5 separate regions of the Mus musculus genome follow, and regions 1, 2, 3 and 5 are each linked to region 4. A link is a contact called in public promoter capture Hi-C data. All regions are on one chromosome and are shown on one strand. The core of a region is the stretch at or near the end of the contact, and the rest is flanking DNA. Distances in the headings are between cores, read along the strand shown.

Region 1 (2,700 bases), core at 139-2,638, 2.2 Mb after region 4:
GCTTCATCACCTCCACAGGGCAAGTGCTCCATCTTCCTGGTGGACTGACTGTGACTCAGGCTGCAAGACAGATGGGCACTGTACCACATTTACAGCCTAGAGAGGTCATAAGCATAAGGAGAGAGCCTGTGGAAGAGCAAGGTGGTGCCCGGGAGGCAATAAGTGCGTGTGGGTATCAATCATATGCTAAGATGTAGCAGAGAATCGATCAGAAGTTGATATTTGCATATTAACTTTTATGTGGTTTAATATAATTTGGCATGTGGTGATGGGTGGCTGAGACTACTTTTTGGGACCCCCGGAGCTGTATCTTTGGACACAAAACCCTGGTCACAAGAGCACCAGTACTATAATTTGTTCTCAAGACAATCAAAATCATATGTGAAGCTAGGCATGATGGCATATCCCCCCCACCCCCCAGCCCTGGAAAGCAGAAGCAGGGGATCATACCATGTTCAATGCTATACTCTTGTCTACACAGAACTAGAGAACGCTAACCTGAGATACTGCACACAATCGTTCATTTTGTTCAGATATTCGACTTTGGCCTATGGATTTATTCCCTCTACTGTACTGCACGTTTTCGTCATCAATTGATCTCTCACCATTTATCATTATCTCCCTCTCCACCTTCCTCTACACTATTTCTTATATATGCAAAACACACAATAAATAATGAAGAATTAAAATAAAAACACTTGTCATTGACAACAGATTTTCTCCACCTCTGGTCCCCATGAAAAGCCTCAGTGTCACATTTATTTCAGACCTTCATCTTTAAAGATTCCACATGGCTTCAATTCCCATTTCCCAACAAACCTAGTTTTTTTTTTCTTTATATTTATTAATTTATTTTTTATTTACTTCTTAGTTTAGAGGAAAAAAATCTTTTAAGTCCCTGAGAATATACAGAAAAAAAAATGGTATTTTTAGTAATATGCAGCATCCCGGTCTCTTGGAAATAACTGATATACACGTATAGGTAGGAAGTAAAATCCCCTGAAAATATGAGACAGCCTTGGACTTTCACTGTGTCACAGTCCACAAGCTTTGCCTGCTTATGTGCACACTGTGATGGTGGTCCCTGTATCATTGTATTGTGGGAGTGGCCATGACAGCTCCTAAAGGAACAGAAACTACAGGAAGATCCAAGTGAAGTATTGGCAAGTTGTAGCGTCACAAATAGTAGCGCGCATGCGCTTCGCCAGCCTCCACAAGGGGAAAAAAGGGGGTGTGGGAGGGTGGCGAAGAACACTGATTCGCAGTAAACGGAAGTGGTCTCGAGCGGTCATATCCGCTTAAATCTCCGCGCAGATCAGTTCTGTTATTGTTGCCCGCACTCCAGGAGAGTTTGGATTCTAACACTGAGGGCCCGGGGGCGGAAGTCGCAGGGAGGGACACTGCGCGTCCTGTGCAGAGTTCTCTGCATTGTTGTGAGAGGTGAGCGGCAGGGGCGCAGGGAGGATGCTGTGCTGTTGAGCGCTGATTTGTGTTGAGTGACAGCTGACACAGCTACTGGAGGGATGCCCTGGTTGAGCTGGGGTGGGAATCCTATGGGAGTTGGGAGAGCAGGGTTGCTGAGAGAGACAGACAGTGCAGCCAGCTACCGCAAGCCTGGGGCTAGCGTCTCTGAGGGCGATCGCGCTGCTTTCTAGTAGTAGCCTGCGAGAAGAGAACAGGCAGATACAAATGGAAAATGAGATTATTTGTGGTTTGGGCTTAATTTGGGAAAGCCAGCCATTCTCGGTCAGCCTGTGGCTTCTGCCTGCGGAACTAATACTAAGAACACGTGGAACAAAAGCCAGGGGATTTGCATATGCAAAGAGGGCACAGGCATCGGAGCTGCAAGTTGAGCCTTTGTGCAGGTAGCAAGGCTTGTAAAACAGGACCTTTTCGTTCCCAGCATGTAGTCTCCTGTAGAGAGCTAGCGCTGCAAAGCAAACGTTTAAAAGGCAAATCCTAATCCCCGGGCCGTTTTATGTGAGGGCTGGGACATGAGGCGGGTCAATGCTGCCTCTGCTGAGACCATATGGTCACAATAAGAGTCAGTGATTGGCACTTGAGCAGAAGGACCCTGTGTCCTTATTGGAGGTTGTATGTTCCTTGGGTATCACTATTGAGTTTATTGAAGATTCTCTGGAAACTAGTAAATTGTCATCTTGGCTGCCAAAGTAATAACGTTCTGGGGAACTAGGTATGCCCATTTTAACCCCGTGGTTAAATTAATCCTGTGGTCAGTCCACTTATCAGAGGTTACTTAAAGTCCAGAATGACAGTGAATATGTCCTGTGTACCATAAAAACATTGTGGACAAGGGAGAAATGTTTTGTGTCGAGGGCCTGGTGTTTATGTGCAGGGTTTCCAAGTCAGGGAAGGGATTGAGCCATTGAATTTAAGGAAGAGAAACAGGATGTCAATGTGGGCATAGATGAAAACGAAAATGTCTAGACAGGCACAGAGAGCCAGGAGTGGCCATCACCACACCACACTGCACCACATCTCTGCTCTCAGAAGGAGAAAGGGTTCTGGGTGCTGGGCACACAGAGACCGCCCGAGATCATGGGCACTGGGTGTGGTTTAGAGTAGGGAAGGAACGGGACTGGTCCTGCTCTTCCTCTTAGGGTGTGTTCTGGAACAGCCCATAAGCTTAGTTGTCATTTCTGAGAGAGAAATGGTTGTATCAATGCTGGTGGCATGCTT
Region 2 (2,700 bases), core at 116-2,615, 2.2 Mb after region 4:
GATGGATGGCTGAGTCCACTCTTTTGGGACTCCTGAGGTGTATCTTTGATGATGAAACTGTTTCCTAAATCATTATTCCTGTAGTCTGTTCTCAGTGGGAAGCTCTAGACTATGTGTGAACTGGGCATGATTGCACATTGTTGTAATCCTAGAACTTCCCTGGTATAGACAAGATCAGAGTAACTTCAAGGCCAGCCTGGTCTACATAGTTCCAGACCAGTGGTTCTCAACCTTTCTAATATTTTTCATTGCTACTTCATAACTGTAATTTTGCTACTGTTATGAATCATGATGTAAATATTTTTGGAGATAGAGGTTTGTCAAAGGGGTCATAACCCACAGGTTGAGAACCACTGTTCTAGACTGTCCAGGGCTAGAATGTGTTTAATATGGAGATAACTCACACAATTTTATACTTTATTCTTATAATGTACATTAGGTCTACTAATTTATTCACTACAGTGCTAGGTGTTTTTCCCATTTGACTAGTGTCCCTGTTTATCATTATTTCCACTGCCCACCTAGTTCTACATTATTTCTATTATGCGATTTAGAAGACATTTTACTTCTAAGTAAGAACAGGTTTCTATCCTCTGGGAACCGTGAGATGCCTCAGTATGACGTAAATGATGGCTTATCTCAGTTTCTCACCGTTGGTGTTCCATATGACTTACCTCCTGTTTCCTAATAACCCCACATAGTTTTCAATTTTTGAAAAATTAGAAAAGGCCAGTGTGGTGATACACATCTTTAATCCCAGCACTCGGGAAACAGAGGCCATGAGATGTCTGAGAGTCCAAGGCCAGAATGACCTTCATGTCCGGTTCCAAGCCAGTCAGACCAATATAGTGAGGTCATCTCAAAAATAAGAACTTCTTTCAATTCTGGTGAAAATCAAGAGAAAGTTGAAGAAAAAGAGAAACAGATTAAAAGCACTTGTTGCTCTTGCAGCTGTCCTGGATGCTATAAACTCAACATGCAGGCAAAAATACATAAAGTAAATCTAATAAAATACAGGGGAAAAAAAGGTACATTTAGGAAGATGTAATGTTACAGTGTCTTAGAATTATATACACATACAAGACGTTAATAAATCCCCTAAGCATGTGAGACAGCCTTGGACTTTCACCTATCACATTCTTGTCGGCTGTATGGAACCGTTGCGCTTTGATGCTTGCCTCTGTGTCACGGGAGTGTGGGTTCAGCCATGGCACTTTCTAGGAAGAAGTTAAAAAAAAAAAAAAAAAAATCAGAAACCACCAGATGAGCCATAATAAGTACTGGCAAGACAGACTTCCGCCAGTGGTGGTGCGCATGCGCGCCACCCAGGGCTACGTGGTAGTGAACTGAGGGAACCCTTATTCAAATCGGAAGTGGCCTAGAGTGATCACATCCGCTCAGATCTTAAAGTAGTTCGCCTCTCCTGTCGTTGCCAGGGTAGCGTGGGTGTTTGGAATCCGAACCCATGGAATTGTGGGTGTCTGTGGGCGGAAGTCTCGCAGTCCTGGCGTGCCGTGTGCAGAGCTTCTCTAAGGTGTAATGTGAGGTGAGTGGATGTGGAGCAGAGGACGCTGTGCTGCTGAGCGCCGGTTTGTGCTGAGTGATGGTTGAATCGGCCCCAGGGGGGGATGAGGTGGATAAAGTGGGGGTCGTTCGGTTCTCTTTCATTCTGTTCCTGCGGGTTTTCCGCGTCTGTATTTTGTCACTTCCCAGTATGCTGTCCTGTGGGATTTCCCACCGTCGTCCGTGAAAATTACCATGTGAGGGCATTCGGGGCAGGACTCAGTGAGTGGGCGCTGCAGCATCCGGGAGCTTCAGGGCGAGGACCTTGAGATGGCTTGTGATCCGCTCAGTCTGTGATTGGCTTAGGAGTCAGGCGATGGAGCTTGAGGCCAGTGTAGGGTGCTTTGTGAGGGCGACCGCGTCGCTTTCTGGGCTGTTTGAGTAGCTGGTAACTGGAGCCCTGGCTCCTGGTCAAACACTGGCCTTCGAGAGGAGATAAACTCCAAAGAGTAAGAGAAAACGGGGAAATGAATTTATTTACGTTTGGTCCAAACTGGAGACCCAGTGCCCTCCATCTCTGTCAGCCTAAGCAGTATTAGCAATAGAAGGCACTGCCTAGAAGCCAGGAGATGTGTTTAGGTATATTTAATGTGGTCACAGTTATCTAAGCGGGGACATAGCCTTGGGGCTGCCCTTAGGTGTTCTGGATATTTCCTTTCCCCCGTATGCAACTGAAGACAGAAGAAAGATTTAAGAAAAAACTAGTCATTTCAGTTACAATTGAAAGTTTACATAAATACTGCAGTCCTTTGCTGATGTGAGGTCTGATCGGAGGTTTGACTTGTGCCTGGGATCTGTGAATTTGGCAAGGATTGGTAATTGGCAGTTACGCAGAAAGGTGCTGCTGTAAAAAGATTGTAAGGCAGAAGCCTGGGTTCCTGCATCCAAACAGGCAAGGGCCAGCCTCATCCAGTCTGCCTACTGAAGAGACCAGTGAGGAGGAAAGGCAGGAGAGTGGAGATGTGGGTCAGCAGTGTTGGGTTCCCAGCACCCACACCACATGGTGCCTTGGAACTGCCTGGTGGGACGATTCCAGGGGATCCGTGTTCCCTTCTGGCCTCCCAGCTAATGGTGCACAGACAAAGACAGACAAAACACCCACACACGTTTCATTTTTAAATGTTTGAATAGTAAGAA
Region 3 (2,700 bases), core at 5-2,504, 2.3 Mb after region 4:
ATAATCGAGTCCCTACCTAGAATCCCCTAGTGAGGGGCTGGAGTGTGGTTCGTCGGTAGAAAGCTGTCTGAAACTGGAGAATGATCCACAGTAGGAATGCTTTTCATTTCAAGTGCATAAACAGCAAACTGCAGAAAGATAATGGGGCACCAGGTCAGACATGAAACAAACATCCAGTAGAAACAGACTGGGGAAGCTGGGAACCACACACAGTCTGCAGGAGGCTGAAGAAGAGGATCCCAGGAAGACAGACTCCCAACTAACCATTCCCACCACAGATGTCCTATGGGATGAGAAGTAGCAGAGGTCTCTGGGAATGGGTCCCATCCTATCTGTGTTCAAGGATACACTATTTTTCTTCTAAGAACTTACTCTCCTGTTCTTAAGGAAGTAGCGTTTCCACTTTATTTGGCTGTTCTCTTTCACTTTCTCACAGGACCAGGAAGCCGGCTGGTGACTGAGGAAGCGGTCTTGGAGAACGCTTTAAGACAAAATGCTTGGGTCTAAAGTCGGGCTGGGACGCCAGGTTCCCGGTGACCTTAAACAGTACAAGACGACAATTTACTGATGTGTATTACAATAGCTTACATAGCTGTGTGTCATCTGGACTCCTTCCACCTTTGTGAGAAAGGAAGGAAGGAAGGAAGGAAGGAAGGAAGGAAGGAAGGAAGGAAGGAAGGAAGGAAGACAGAAAGGGGCAAGATTGCATACACCTTTTATCTTAGCACTCTGGAGGCAGATGCAGGTGGGTCTCTGAGTTCAAGGCCAGCCTGGTCTATATGGCTAGTTCCTCCAGGACAGCCTAGGCTACATGGTAAGATCCTGGGGAGAGAATCAAAGAAAGAGAGAGCAAGGGAGAGAGACACAGAGAAGAGGGAGGGGGAAACAGTAACAGAGACTGAGAAGCAAGCAAGTAGCAGAAGTATATGATAGTCCACAAAACTAGGAAATTATACTGCAGCCATTCTGATTTCAACCACTTCTGATTTCAACTTCCCTTCTGGTGACCTCGCGTTGCCGGACAACATCAGGATTCTGGGCTCGGTTCCCAGGCCCTGGTGTGCGCCCTACAGAGTCGGCCCGTGGGGAGGCATTTGGCAGAAGGAAAGCTGTACTCTCAAGTGTTTCTGGGAATTGGAGTCCAAGCTGCTGTAGAGTTACAGGCCCGCGTCTGGAGCTGTTGCATTCTGGAAGTCGTAGGCAAAGCAGTTCAAGGCCTTATGGGAATTGTAGTCCCAGGGCATTTTTCCGCTCCAGGCTTCCGCGTGGCAGGCAGAGTACTCAGCTCGTTCCACTCAGGTTAGTGTTCCTCTTCCTCCGGTTCCTACGGGCTTGGGGCCATGGTGCCACGGGAGAGCTGAAGGTCTTTCTAGAGATTTGGCACTCGCTTTTATGATTGTCAACTCGCGTTCTGGCCAGGATCTCCTAGTCTGGTCTCTTGCCAGGCCGCTTTGTTCATTTGGTGGTAACAGATCATCTGCCTTCTCTTGCCCCTGTTAAATATGTTCTGGTGACGCCTCTTCTGCCCTTTAGGAGAGTTGGCCACCCGGAGGCACCCCTGAAATTTGTTTTGTAGATCAGGCTAGCCTGGAACTTGCAGAAATTCAACTGCCACTTCCTCTTGAGTGTTGGGATTAAAGGCGTGCACCACCACGCCTGTTATTACCTCGGGGGTTTGCCGCCAGTCTGTACACAATTCTTTCCCCCATCATCCCAGATACTTACTTAATTAGCATAAGCCCTGTTCGCTCCGTCAGCTAAAGACTACTGATATATCTATCAACCAGGTTCCCTCCATGATCTCAGGGCTACTACTGATGTGGTATCCCCCTTTTCTGTTTCTGCGTGTGTCTGTAAGCTACTCCTTACAATAGCAACCCCCTCACAGGATTAGATGACTGAGAACAGAGAGTGTATTTACACGCCATTCTGCATAAATGCGGGGGTAGAAGGTGGTGGGCACTCTCAGGAGACAGATAAGCCAGGCAGAAGGGACAGATTTGGGGAGCACTTGAAAGGTGCCCTGCAAGGATCCTAAGTGGGTCGTTAGGAGGTCAAGCCTGGAGGCACCTCTGAGCCTGATGATTCTAGGGCTTGCTGGGCAGGGCGTGAGGAGAAGTGAGGAGAGACTGGTGTGAACCTAATCCGGGCGAGAGGAAGGGGAGAAACAAAGGCTGAGGAGGATAGTTCAAGGGGCAGTGCTCAGCCAGGAGAGTTAGGGGAGTCTTGAGGGCTGCTTGCTGGGTTCAGTGATCAGAAAGAACTCTTTGGGCCAGAGGAAAGGAGTGTTCCTGGGATACTTGAGAGCATTCTGGAAAGGAGCCACGGGGCCTCCCAAGCATCATTCACGGACCTGTCAAAAAGGTAACTGGGCTGGATCTGCAGGTTGTTATATGCAAATTGTCGTGAAGGAGGGGAGGCCAAGGCAGAGACCAGTGACCCAGACAAGCAGGCTGTGCCAGTGTTCTGAGTTGTGCAGGATAATCAAACAATGAGGGTCACCTTAGAATGTAATCGGGCTCCAAGGCAGCAAGGAGGTCCAGCCTCAATGAACTGAACGTCAGGCTCTTTCTTTTTATTTAGCGTTTACTTTAGGTTGTGTCTCCTTTAGGACAGGTACTTCTGGGCAGCAGAAAAACTTTTAAAATAAAATAAGAATTAGGTTGCATAGTTAAATAATATGTGAAGATTTAGGTGGAG
Region 4 (2,861 bases), core at 179-2,678:
CACCAACCAAAGAGTATATATGAGTGGGTTCATGGCTCCTGCTACATATGTAGCAGTAGCAGAGGACTGCCTTAACTAACATCAATGGGAGGGGAGGAGCTTGGTCTTGTGGAAGCTTGTTGCCCCCCTGGGGGTAGGGGGGGATGCTAGAAGGGTGAGGCAGGAGTGGGTGAGTGGGTAGGAACCCTCATAGAGGCAAAGGGGAGGGGATGGGATGGAGGTTGTGGAGGGGAGACCAGGAAGGGACAACATTTGAATGTAAATAAGTAAAATAATTACTACTAATAATAAAGACAAAGGAAGAAAAAAAGGAAAAAGAAAAAGAAAAGTTCTATTTTACTCTCAATACATGAGGGCCTACCTGGCTCTGTCAAGCATGTTCCTGGGTTTGAGAAAGAGCTATGCCATTTTCTATACATAAGGGCCTCACAGAAAGCCTTGCTTGATCAAGCCAGTCCTGGACCCAACAGTGTTTTCCCTTTTCAAAGAGTTGCCAGCCGGTGTTCTCCTGCGAATATGGCAGAACTATGCTTTTTCTCAAGAAGAAAACTAGCAGCACTTTGTGATAAACAGCCTTTAATGTTGATTGGGACTCTATAACGCTCCCTTGAGCAGCCAGTTCTTTGCTATGAGGATGGCCCTAGTGGCTGGTTGTCAATCAGAGTAGCCTCCTTTGTTAAGCACTGGAGCACTTTTCTGGACAATCCTAGTGAACAAATATATCTATCCTAGCATCCTGATCTCTAACGGGTCTGGTTAGCACACTACTTATCTGTAGGGTGTCTCAGAGGCATTCCTCCCTCAGCTAAACTCTACTTGCTGTCGCTTAACTATCTCCTAAGCATTGGTAAATCCTTTAACATCATCAATTCTACTCTTCTACACCACAGTTTGATATGGGAGTGCTACCCAACATGAGATGCCTTTTATAACTTCTACAGAATTAACTCCAAATAGGTCTTACAGCTAAATGTTAAATGATGGGGGAGTTAACTTTTAGAAGTAGAGAAACTAGGCCTCTCTGAGTTTGACATCCTGCTAAGGATGTTTCCACACACAAGTCTCTGAGCCAGATGCTTTGAGCAGATGCCGCCCTCATAGTGAAGTTATTCACAGCCCACCGCTGGGTTCAGGGAATGACTAGGACAAAAAGGGAAGTAACAGGTGGTCAGATCTGGCCACACTTACCACCCAGACCCAGGGACAAGCCACCATACCAACTTCTGCTACACAACTGCCTGCTCCTTCCCTCTGTGGGCAGTGGCTCTGCACTCACCATGTCGCGAATTAGCAACTTGCTAGAGCTTCCCTCACAGCACCCAGCAGCAGCGCTTAGAGAAAAACAATCAGAACTTTTCCAGCAGGGTCCGTTATAGAGCTGAAACTGCCGCAAGGAACCCGGAAGGTCCCGCCTTCTCTCCTGACTGACAAATCCACCCCAAGGCTCCGATTGGTCACTAAGTCTTGCGTAACATGAACAGCTCCACCTCAAGGTTCTGATTGGCCATTAAACCTCCCTTAGGGTTAGAATGTGCAGATGGGACTCCGCTTGGTTGCTGGCCTGGTCTTCCACTACAGTATCATTCTTTCTGCAGATACACAGAGATTTGAATTTCAGTAGCGCTTGTGCCTGTTTTCCAAAAGCATACCCGTCTGTCTTCCCATCCAGCTCTGGGGAGAACCCACCGCGTCAGCTCGGGCTGCTCCTCCCCTTTGTAGGAATTGACCCTGCCCTCCCTAGCTCTCTAAATCGGGAAATCTGGAGCTTGCTTGAACTACCTTTGCTTTATTCATTAGGCACTTCCCTTTCTTCCTCCGGAAATGAAGGTGGATATGTAATGGAAATCAAGCTTGCGTATGTAATTGCCAAAATTAGCCTGTAAGCGTTACCGGCCCAGGAGCCAGGTAACTTCTAGCGATTCTGGGAATTGTAGTTTTTTTTTCTAAGTAACCCTCGTGAGAAAGTGCGGTGGCCAAATTGATTATCTGTATAAACCCCTACAATATGTGACCGGGGGCTATTCCGGCTGGGAAATTCTGCGGATATTTCTGACCCAGGTCCATCTCTTGGTCAGTACCTAATATTTAATAAACTGTTGCTTTTAATTTGGACCGAAATGGTGGTGGGGGGGGGGGAGGAGGAGGAGGGGGGGGGGAGGAGGAGGAGGAGGATGAGGAGGAGGGGAGGAGGAGGAGGAGGAGGAGGAGGAGGAGGAGGAGGAGGAGGAGGAGGAGGAGGAGGAGGAGGAGGAGGAGGAGGAGGAGGAGGAGGAAGAGAAAAAGCCCCAAATTCTCTTTTCATCCCGGATAATGGAGGGGTGGGCTGACCCAGCTGTGTCTAGGGTCTCCAGGAAATGCATTCCCTCTGCAGAATCCCAAGGTGAATGGCAGACTCTAAACAGTAAGCTTCCTGTTGGTTCCTGGATTATGGTTAAGAGATACCCTGTCTGATAAACAGGGTGAAATTGATGGGGTTTGTACACCCCATTCGGGCAATTGGGAGACGCCTATTTTTTTATTTTACTTTTTTATTCTTTATTTTTATGTATTTATTTATTGAGTAATTTCTGCGTAGTTGGAAGTTCATCCAAGGCCATCAGTTATTTTCTGATCCGTTATTTGCCTTGGAGCCTTGGAAATGCCATCTACTGACGCTGGGTGACAGAAACTGCAGTGGCCCAGTATGTGGCAACTTCACCTGGGTTCCAACGCCTAGGCTGTTCAACAAAGCAATTTCCAGAGGATACCAGGCAGTCCAGGGATTATACAAGAAATCAGTTGAAACACAATCCTATTGGTAAAATTGTCATAATCAGTCTGGTGAAACCTCTGTGCGACACCAATTCAGTCTTTACTGTTGT
Region 5 (2,700 bases), core at 149-2,648, 2.0 Mb after region 4:
CAGGACAGCTAGGGCTATACAGAGAAACCCTGTCTCAAAAAAACCAAAAAAAAAAAAAAAAAAAGAAGCACCACAGTGAGTCAAGCTTCAAACACAGGAGCCTGTGGGAAACTTGAAGACAGACACACAGACACACCCACAGACAGACAGACACACACACACACACACACACATACACATACAGACACACACATACACATACAGACACACACAGACACATACAGACACACACAGACACACACACAGACACACATACAGACACACATACAGACACGTACACACAGACACACACACATACACATACAGACACAGACACGTACACACAGACACACACACACAGACACACACACAGACACACAGACACACAGACACACAGACACATACACACAGACACACACAGACAGACACACAGACACATACACACAGACACACAGACACATACACACAGACACACACAGACAGACACACAGACACATACACACAGACACACAGACACATACACACAGACACATACACACAGACACACAGACACACAGACACATACACACAGACACATACACACAGACACATACACACAGACACATACACACAGACACAGACAGACAGACACACACACACACATACACACAGACACATACACACAGACACACACAGACAGACAGACACACAGACACATACACACAGACAGACACACAGACACATACACACAGACACACACAGACAGACAGACACACACACAGACACACAGACACATACACACAGACACACACAGACAGACAGACACACACACATACACACCTTGCACCCTTTAGGTTGCTTGGTTCCTAGTAACATCGTCAGCCCCAGATATGGGAAACCTCATCAACGCATAAATTACAAGTGGGAAATTCAGTTCTCTGACTGAAGAGGAAGGACAAGCGGGGAACTGTGTTGAATTGTATTGAAGCCTGTGGGTACTTTTAGAGTTCAAAGTGTCAGTAGCTCACAAGGGAGGATGAAGGGGTAGAAGACCAGTCTATATTTTTCTGATTTAGCATGAAGCAAAGAAAAAAAAAAAGCATAGTGAGAAATATCCAGTTACATTTGAACATCATACAAACCAAGCTTTTTCATCTTTTCCTCCTCCTTTTCTTTCCCCCCTCTTCTTCCTCCTCTTCTAAGTGTAAATAGTACTCACAAAGTATTTGAGACATTTCATACCAAGAAATATAGTGACTACCTATTTGTTTTTAAATTTGAACATCAGCCAGGAGGTCTCGCTCTCCTGCACTCACCAGGACTCACTTCAAGAAGCACCACCCAAAACTCTTACTTCTGCTTTCTTACTGACCTAGCATCTAAAGAAAAGCCCCAACCTATATTCACCCACAGCAAGGTCCCCAGGCCAGGCATAGCTCTGTTCCCTCCCTCCCAGCCACTAGAGAGGGCTGGGAAGGATCAGTTGCAAATGTCCAAGGGCCAAATGCTCCATAAAACATGGAGTAGGCAGGTGGGTATGGGGGAGAAGGGAGTGGAGGGAAAGGGAGATGCAATGGGCTCGAAACTTGCAGTTTGTCTTGCACCGGTACCCAGGGCTCAGCTTCCGCCTACATTTCCCCTCCTCTCTCACTCCAATCAAACACAGACCAGCTGAGAAGGAGGCCAACTTGTGCAAGTCCAAGATCCCCCTAAGGCCACGATGTCACTGCTGCTGTTCCTGCTGTCCTTCCTGTTGGATGGTGAGTGGGTCCAAGGCCAGAGTGGCTCAAATTGGGGCTGGGGCTGGGGCTGGGGCTGGGGCTGGGGCTGGGGCTGGGGCTGGGGCTGGGGCTGGGGCTGGGGCTAAAGCTTATGCCTCTGTCTCCGACAGGGCCTCAAGGTCAGATGGAGAGCTACTTCCTACAGGTGCAGAGAATTGTGAAGGCACAGGAGGGTCTGTGCATCTTCGTGCCCTGCTCCTTCTCCTCCCCTGAGGGAAAATGGCTTAACCGTTCCCCACTTTATGGCTACTGGTTCAAAGGCATCAGAAAACCATCACTTTCATTTCCAGTGGCCACAAATAACAAAGATAAAGTGTTAGAATGGGAAGCCCGAGGGCGCTTCCAGCTCTTGGGGGATATCTCTAAAAAGAACTGTTCCTTGCTAATCAAAGATGTTCAGTGGGGAGACTCAACAAACTATTTCTTCCGGATGGAGAGAGGATTTGAGAGATTCAGTTTCAAGGAGGAGTTCAGGCTACAAGTGGAAGGTAAGAGTTGTAGACATAGCAGGGAACCTTGGTCTCTCACTGGGGGAGGGACAGTGGAAGATAAACTGTGATGCAAAGAAGACTACTTCTGGGAGGAGCCGCTGGAGTCACAGGATTGGTATCCTCTCCCTTAGCCCTGACTCAGAAGCCAGATATCTTCATTCCTGAGGTCCTGGAGCCTGGGGAGCCAGTGACCGTTGTCTGCTTGTTTTCCTGGACCTTCAACCAATGCCCAGCTCCTTCTTTCTCCTGGATGGGGGATGCTGTCTCCTTCCAAGAAAGCAGACCGCACACATCCAATTACTCAGTTCTGAGCTTTATCCCAGGACTTCAACACCATGATACTGAGCTCACATGTCAGCTGGACTTCTCTAGAATGAGCACACAAAGGACTGTCCGACTAAGAGTGGCCTGTGAGTATGGTATGGTGCTTTGGGCTGTCCTGGTGGTAGGAGGTAGAGAATTCCCCAACT

Evidence for each region. Promoter capture Hi-C pulls out the DNA fragments that hold promoters and counts their contacts.
Region 1: a contact with region 4 is called in a promoter capture Hi-C map of pre-B cells, with 3 times the contacts expected there. The contact joins the promoter of Zfp658 here to the promoter of AI987944 in region 4. A contact is called at or near these places in 6 of 39 promoter capture datasets (the C10 cell line, the HPC-7 cell line, cranial neural crest and 3 more) and 1 of 115 datasets of contacts at active chromatin or transcription factors (astrocytes).
Region 2: a promoter capture Hi-C map of the HPC-7 cell line shows a contact between it and region 4. The contact joins the promoter of Zfp719 here to the promoter of AI987944 in region 4. A contact is called at or near these places in 4 of 39 promoter capture datasets (the HPC-7 cell line, cranial neural crest, hippocampal neurons and 1 more).
Region 3: a promoter capture Hi-C map of liver shows a contact between it and region 4, with 2.9 times the contacts expected there. The contact joins the promoter of Ctu1 here to the promoter of AI987944 in region 4. A contact is called at or near these places in 2 of 39 promoter capture datasets (liver and pre-B cells) and 1 of 9 other capture datasets (adipose tissue).
Region 5: a contact with region 4 is called in a promoter capture Hi-C map of the C10 cell line, with 7 times the contacts expected there. The contact joins the promoter of Siglecg here to the promoter of AI987944 in region 4. A contact is called at or near these places in 4 of 39 promoter capture datasets (the C10 cell line, cranial neural crest, hippocampal neurons and 1 more).

Annotation. Positions count from the first base shown.
Region 1 is chr7:43,560,982-43,563,681 of GRCm38.p6, forward strand. It overlaps Zfp658 (zinc finger protein 658), which reads left to right and starts at 1,389. Exons shown (of 5, transcript NM_001008549.2): 1 at 1,389-1,440.
Region 2 is chr7:43,578,221-43,580,920 of GRCm38.p6, forward strand. Zfp719 (zinc finger protein 719) reads left to right here and starts at 1,366. Exons shown (of 4, transcript NM_172482.1): 1 at 1,366-1,546.
Region 3 is chr7:43,670,777-43,673,476 of GRCm38.p6, forward strand. It overlaps Ctu1 (cytosolic thiouridylase subunit 1), which reads left to right and starts at 1,255. Exons shown (of 3, transcript NM_145582.1): 1 at 1,255-1,299. It also overlaps a transcript of Siglece not described here.
Region 4 is chr7:41,391,951-41,394,811 of GRCm38.p6, forward strand. AI987944 (expressed sequence AI987944) reads right to left here and starts at 1,429. Exons shown (of 5, transcript NM_001199330.1): 1 at 1,277-1,429. It overlaps Gm17102 (predicted gene 17102), which reads left to right and starts at 1,748. Exons shown (of 2, transcript NR_166533.1): 1 at 1,748-2,070.
Region 5 is chr7:43,406,882-43,409,581 of GRCm38.p6, forward strand. Siglecg (sialic acid binding Ig-like lectin G) reads left to right here and starts at 1,399. Exons shown (of 12, transcript NM_172900.3): 1 at 1,399-1,489; 2 at 1,625-1,718; 3 at 1,850-2,227; 4 at 2,362-2,640. The coding sequence starts at 1,679.